Regions from separate parts of the Zea mays genome. Here region 1 is linked to region 2. A link is a contact called in public Hi-C data. All regions are on one chromosome and are shown on one strand. The core of a region is the stretch at or near the end of the contact, and the rest is flanking DNA. Distances in the headings are between cores, read along the strand shown. Region 1 holds the start of LOC100194303. Region 2 holds the start of LOC100276092.

Evidence for each region. Hi-C and Micro-C count contacts between places; a contact is called where the count stands out from the background.
Region 1: a contact with region 2 is called in a Hi-C map of tassel, with 4 times the contacts expected there. The contact joins the promoter of LOC100194303 here to the promoter of LOC100276092 in region 2. A contact is called at or near these places in 3 of 25 Hi-C or Micro-C datasets (ear, endosperm and tassel).

Annotation. Positions count from the first base shown.
Region 1 is chr4:29,671,196-29,675,175 of Zm-B73-REFERENCE-NAM-5.0, reverse strand. LOC100194303 reads right to left here and starts at 1,343. Exons shown (of 16, transcript NM_001359451.1): 1 at 1,024-1,343; 2 at 688-786; 3 at 450-578; 4 at 148-270. The coding sequence starts at 1,272.
Region 2 is chr4:29,383,862-29,387,388 of Zm-B73-REFERENCE-NAM-5.0, reverse strand. It overlaps LOC100276092, which reads right to left and starts at 1,889. Exons shown (of 1, transcript NM_001149967.2): 1 at 312-1,889. The coding sequence starts at 1,759. The coding sequence ends at 497.

The DNA of each region.
Region 1 (3,980 bases), core at 94-2,593, 290 kb before region 2:
TCAGGGTGAATGTGATGATAAATCAGTGAACACATATCTGGATGTTAGGTTACAAATGGCATTGAATCAGAAAACCAATGAAAATGGTATCATTAATCTTACAGTAAAATGGAATTAAAGGCAAACAAACATGAATGTTCCACTCACAACATCATCGTCTGACTCATCATCAGAACTGCTCCCATCGCTGCTGCTTTCTTGCTTGCCTTTCTTCAAACCATTTTTAGCAACGGCACCCAAGGGTTTAGCAGCAGCCTTCTTTGCAGGTTCCTGAATCAAAAAAAACATGGGTTGGTAGCTCAACATCTGAGAAGTACATTGAAATAATCAATTGGTTGGCTACAAAATTCCTAGGGTAATGACAACTAAACCATTAGTATGTGCTGCCATGGTGGTAAATGAAATTAACTGTGCACAAGACATAAGACAAACAGGAAACTTCAACTCACATCATCACTGTCGTCATCCGACTCATCTTCAGAACTGTCCTCATCGCTGCTGCTCTCTTGCTTGACTGTCTTCGAACCATTTTTCGCAACTGCAGCCAAGGGTTTAGCAGCAGGCTTCTTTGCAGGTTCCTTAATGAGAAGATGAATTAGCATCTAAGAACTCTGAACACTACATTAACAATTCAATTTGCTTGCTGCTGATTTTTTTCAGCATTAAAACCCAAAAATGATAGCATACCTCATCAGATTCAGAGGTCTCATCGCTGGTGTCATCATCACTGGACTCTTGTTTAGCAATCTTGGGAGCAGGCGCCTTCTTTGGCTGTACCTTCTTAACCTGTAGAAACAGAAGTTAACTATGTTCAAGAAGAAACTTCGATAGATAAAAAATCATCACCGTTATAAGCCATACTCAGACTCAGATTATGCAGGGGACTAGATCATCTACTGCATCAGCTATTTCTGTCTACCCTCCCCAACTCAATCAAATCATAAAAATTCTACAAATAAAAAAATCCCATTCAAAAAACCCGCCATAGGTACAAGAGAAACAAGAAGAAGCATCATCGCATACCTCCTCTTCGGACTCGGAGTCCTCTTCAGAGTCACTGCTGCTGCTCTCAGCCTTCTTGGGGGGAGGCTGCTTCTTGGACTTCTTGGCGTCCTTCTTGGACGTCGGCACGGCCTTCGCCGGTGGCGCCGCCTTCTGCTTCTTCGCGCTCACGGCCTTCTCGATCTCTTCCTCCGCCTCCCGTTTCTTCCCCTTGGGCACCGCCGCTGGCGCCGCAGCCACGGCGGCCGCCTTCTTGCTTGACTTGCCCATCGGAGGAGAGAGGGAGGAGGCCGGGTGGGAGCGGAGAAACCCTAGTGGCTGCTAGGGTTTTTGGGCAGGAGGGGTTTCTAGGAGCTGGCGACGGAAGGTGGTTTATAGGCTGCGGTGGTCTGATTCCATGGGCCTTGGTGGGCTTTTACGAACCTTGTTTGTCTGTGCGCACTACAAAGGTCCACGGTCTTGGTGTCCAAACGAAAAATGTTAGCTTCGAACAAGAAAAAATCTCTCTCTTCAATATAAACATTTTTGCAAAATTTAGCGGTTCCCAAACATGTTTAACTATGTCATTCATGTCCATAAATTAGTAAATCAGTTGTTTGAAAATAACTTGTTCTATTATATCATTCAACTCTGACCAACAGTTTAAATCTTCAAAATTATTATATTGTGTTATTATAGTGCCAAATCACCCATTTAGAACCCGTCTACGACCGTGTCTAGTTCACCTATATAGTCACCCAGAATATTTGTTTATATTTTTTTACATTGTAGACTGCATTGTTCGTTGAGTGGAGTTTAAATATAGGTATAGATGATGAATAAGCTGTTGAAAATAAGCTAAATGGATCTAGTGCAATATCCATATGTATTGTTGTGGAATCAAGTTAGCTCCATCTCTCCCTAAGCTCCCTCTAAGATTCTCTTTAACGCAGCAATCCCCTATCAATGTAGATGTTTGGGAGCTCCCTTGCGCTAAACCGGTGACCCCTACGATCTCTCATGCCGGCTTGGACGCAAACGCAAGGGCACACCGGATGTGGGGGAACGTCAACCATCCCATTTTCCCTCGATATTGTTGCTCTACAGTGTTTGTTATTTGAGAAAAATTATTAATAAATGTTAAATAGGTATGAAAAATGATGTTTTATGGTTGTAGTGTGGTATAGGAGGATAGTGTAGGGAAAATTGTTGTAAGAGCACATCCAACAGAAAGCATAAAAGGACCTCGGAAGCATTTATCATGGCAGGAGGCGTTTTTATGTCCTCCAACAGCTTGTTCATCTTCTTCCCAGTAATATGTGACTCTCCCTCCCGCATATTTTTGCAAGTCAAATCCTTCCCCAATCGCCCTAGCGCACGCTGTTTCGCGCGCTATTTCTGGCCCCCGTGCGCAGCTTTGTTGTTTCTGATGGCGGGAAGCGTCGGTGGTGGCGGGATATGCTCTAGCGGCAGCGGTGGAGGCGGTGGGATACATATGAGCGGATGTCACACCCGGTTTTAGAAGGCAAACCGAATGCGAACCATGTACGTGTTAGGATCAGCAATTCACGTACACAGCAGTTACATACCATGGACATCATCACACAGTGCTCAAATAGTATTAAAAAGGGAAATAGTCGATTACATCATATATCTGAGACATCCACATAGTCTTTACAATAAATCAAAGTGCGGAAAAGAAACGTAGATAAACGCGGCCTTCACAGGCACGCCTAGAACTCGTCGTAGTCTTGGAACTCCTAGAAGTCTCCTTCCACGGCTTCATCTTCTCCTGAGCAGTGGTTGCAATGCTGACAACCTGGGGATGGGGGGTTTGGTGTGTATAGCAAGGGTGAGTACACATCAACATACTCAGCAAGTATCATGTTTGGCTGTAGTGGACTAGCTTTATGTGGGGGTAAGTCAAGCAGTTGCTTTTAGTTGGTCAGATTATTATTTACTAGTAGAAAGCCAGGTTTTAACATTAACCCAAGTTATTAGCCCGATGCACCCTTTCCGAACGGAAAGAATACCACTTACCAGCACCATAGTCATAACCAGAACCATCAATCTCATTGCCACATGTAAACCAAAATGTCTCTAATCAAGTATCACTAATCACTGGAGCTCCCTTGGCCGCTCATAACCGCGAGCACGGCTGATATATCAGTTTTCAAACACTCTGCAGAGGTTGTGCACTTTACCCACAAGTCGTGATTCCCTTTCTGCCCGGAGATCATGACTCTCCATTGATCACTACCAAGGTGACCCAGCAGGGCATCACTACGTAGCCTTTACAAAGATTCTCTGGGGATGTAGCCACCCGTTAGGTTTCCTAAATGCACCGCACTCCTCCCCAAGGGGCAAACCCAAGCTTGGCAGAGCGAGCCGCATATACCGAGCCCCATTGACAACACGACGGCTAAGCGAACTACACCCCGGGTCATCTAATTATTCAGCTAAGGGCACCCCATTCCACCCTCATGGTTGCACTGTTTTCCCGGGGCGGTCATCCAAAGAACAGGTCCTTACGGAGAGGCACACGAGAAACCACTCGAGTCCCCTTAAGGGCCACAAGTTTCATCATCATAATCAAAAAGGAAAACAGCGTATCATAGATAATCTCATCATGTTCATTGATTATAGTTGAGCAATAGCATAAAGCTAAACAATAATAATCCAACCCAAATAGGTAAACAAGGACATGGATAGCAAAGCTAGTAAATCTTTAGGCTTAAATGTATAATGCGGGAGGTGAATTAAAGAATGAATAGGACAGAGATAGGTCAAGGGACACTTGCCTCCACCAACCGACTGCTGCTCAGGGGCTTCTTCTGCGAGTTCTTCGGGCTCTTCAACTGGATCGTTCTCTATGCGAGCGCAAACATACATACATCCACATATTTAATACAAAAGAACAGTACACCGTACAATAGAGTGCAGTAAGTAAACAGATGTTCCACGCGGGTTCACAATTAAGGCTAAGAGAGAAAGAGAAA
Region 2 (3,527 bases), core at 640-3,139:
CTCTACTTCTATTCACCTCTACCTGCTCCACTCTATTTATGTTCATCTTTAACTGCTCCGCTATATTTAAATGGTAAAAAAACTAAAATTATGCATATATGTGGATTCGAATCATGGTTGTTGCTTTCAAAATCCACATTAACATCCCACTTTAGCAACAAGATGTATATGTCTCTATATTCTATACTCGAGCCTCGCTATAGAAAACGTAGCAAGTATATTCATCGTTTACCGCCTCAAAGGATGGTCCATGTCTCACTGCCTACTCCATATTTCCTCTTGTCATTTAAGTAGGTTTATAACATTAAAATATTTAAACATAGACACAGTTTATTTCGCATTGCAACGTACATGTAGATTTATCAGTAGCTTTTAAAACTCAAAATATCTTATAGATCCGTAATATATTTCCCTAATGCCAAAAAAAACTTTACGTAGAAATAGTGCCTGACAGCCAGAGTATGTAAACTAATGTAACTACCTACAATAAACTGTACTAGTTGATATATCCTTGACGACGATCCGATCTATCCCTAGGCATGATCCAGTGCGGCTGGCCCCACATTGGCTCAACCTCGCCGGTGTTTAGCTTTAGCCGCCCCATGCGCTCTGGCCTCCTAAGGTCGGAGAAGCCGACGTCAAACACGACGGCCAGACGTCCACATGGGTGTGTTAGCCGATTGGCAAGAATCACGTACACGCGGTTCGCTTTCGCTCCCTCTGGGTCGGCGGTGACTGTGAACCCGTGCGCGCCGTCGATGAACACCGCGCGGTCGCCGATGTCGAGCACTGGCTTCCACCTCGGTGTCCTCCGGTTGCCCCTGAGCCGCGCGCGGTACGCATTGGTAAAGATCACGCCATTGCTGTCTCCAGCGTGGTGCACCAGGAGGATCGCGTCGTCTTGCGATGGCGCTAGGTAGGCGTCGTCGACGTCGCCCAAGACCGGCGGCGCCGGGATCTTCGCGCGGGCTTGCAGCGTGCCTGCGTCGATGACCGTTGTTTTCAGCGTGTGCAGCTCGAGGACGAAGAAGAGCCCGCCGCGGTAGTTGATGGTCATGGGCGAGCCGAGCTGCGACTGGTGCACCGGCGTCCACCGCTCGCCGCCGTGCTCACAGAAGAAGGCCGTGTCGCCACGGGCCACCAAGATGCCGCGCGGGGACCAGTCCCACGCGAGCCCATCGTCAGTGACGCGCGCGCAGCGCGGGCGTGGCTCGTCGCTGCGGCACTCGATCGGCTCCTTCTCCGAGAAGGGGATGGGCAGGTCCGGCAGCGACGCGCGCGAGCCGGTGAAGGGGTTGACGAGGTAGCACGGGTGCCTGTAGCACACGTCCGTGGCCAGCACCGTCCCGCCGTACGGAGATGTCATGAGACGGCGGCCGGGCACCGGAGGCATTGGCCGCACATCGGCGCCGTCGAGCATGCGCATGTAGGCTAGGGAGAAGATGCTGTACCCGTGCTCGGACGCGAACGCGAGGCACGGGACCGTCGGCGACTCCTCGTGGCCGCCATGGTCCATGCTCATCACCTCGGCTACGGGCGCCGCAGTGACGTCGTCGTCATCCACGGGCGCCTCCATGCGGACCGAGACGGACGACTGTCGAGGCTGTCTTTCTAGGGAAAGATCAGACATGTGGCTACGGCAGCCGTCATCGTGTGGCGTCTTCGGTGGAGACGACTCCTCGTGGCCGCCATGGTCCGTGCTCATCACCTCGGCTACGGGCGCCGCAGTGACGTCGTCATCATCCACGGGCGCCTCCATGCGGACGGAGACGGACGACCGTCGAGGCTGTCTTTCTAGGGAAAGATCAGACATGTGGCTACGGCGGCCGTCATCGTGTGGCGTCTTCGGTGGAGACGATCGTCCGTAGTCAAACTTGGCGAAGAGATTGGAGAACATGGCGGCGCACATTTGTGTAATAAAGATCTGACCAAAGACATGGGGATATATATACTTAACAAATACGTCGCACTTCCCATATAGGGTTTGATAAGACCCAACTTAACGTGAAAAAGCCTGTGTACTTGTTGTTGGATGTATAGGTACCCAAACGGGCGGCCCGACACGGCCCCGTTAGGCCCGACAGATAAATGGGCTGTGCCCGGTCGGCCCGTGTGCCGCAGACGCGGCCCAGGCACGGCACGCCGGCTTGGTAGCCGTGCTGGGTCGGCCCGTTTAATTTGTCCATGTTGTTCCATTAAATCAGAAAAACTAGCAAAAAAACTGTGCAAAATGAGGTTTTGAACCCACAACCTCCATCTACAAGGCTGAAAGCGCTATATGTAAAAGACTAACTAGTAGAACTCTAGTAAATTTGTTATAAATAGCAAATATAAAATCTTAATGTATATATACTATGTTTTATAAAATAAAAAATATATAATCGTGCCGGACCGGCACTGCGGGCCGAGGCTGCGGCCTAAGCACGGCACGGCTGTCGTGTCGGGCCCGGCCCGGCACTATTAAATGGGTCGTGCTTTGGGCCGGCCCGTCAAACACGTCTCATTTGGCCATCTATAGTTGGATGAATGTGGGCTTGGCCTAATTAATATTTAATAATAGCCAATGTTCATAGTTCATTTAATGTTATGGTATAATAATAATTTAGCACCATATTAGAAGTTCAAGTGACAAATCGATCAACTTAAATATGTTAGTCATTGGTGCATCTATTGAGAAGTTGAGAAAATGATAAAGAACTACCACGCGCGTGCATCGTCGTCGCCGGCCAGGTTGTGGCTCGTGGGACCTTTGTAATACCCAACTTTGGAATATAAGAAAGAGAAATAAAATTCACTTGTACTACCTCCTCCTTTATAAGAATTATTAGGAGATATGTTTAAAATAAAATGTGCATCTTGCCGAAGTTCTTGTAACGTTGCATTTGTACTGTAAATTATGAGACAAGTTAAATTTAAAACTAAGAATTTGAAAATGGAATTAGGAGAGGAAAGAAAGGAAAAAGGAATAAGGAAGTGCTAAGCAAAAATAAATAGAATATATATATATATATTTACTTAAATTAAAAATACTGATTCATACTGATAAAGTGTAAAATTTGTGCACTTAATTTTTGTGATGAAGCCACAACTCAAAATTGAAGTCCAAATATTGGAATTTGAATAAAAAGGAAGGGAATTTGAAATAGAATAAAAATAGGAAAGGAAACTGTGCAAACTGGGCCGACCATCACCGATTTTGTCCAGCTGTCCATTTCGGCTGTGTGCCGTCCGTAAGGGACCGACATGTGGGCCGCCGTGCCAGCCTCACTCCACGCTGAGCCACCACCATGTGGGGTGGACTGCAGCTGGCGCTTACCAGGTCGCCCACCATGGGCCGGCTGGTGAAGGCGCTGATGTTTGGGGCCCACCCGTCGGGGACAAGCGTGGCCACCATATTTCATCCTAAACAACTTACTAATCGTAGCGCGCAATTCGGACGTTGGCGGACTGCTTAACAACCTCCCCGCGATGCGGCCGCCATGGGGAGCTCGTATATAATCGGCGCGGATGCTCGTGTGCCCAATCCC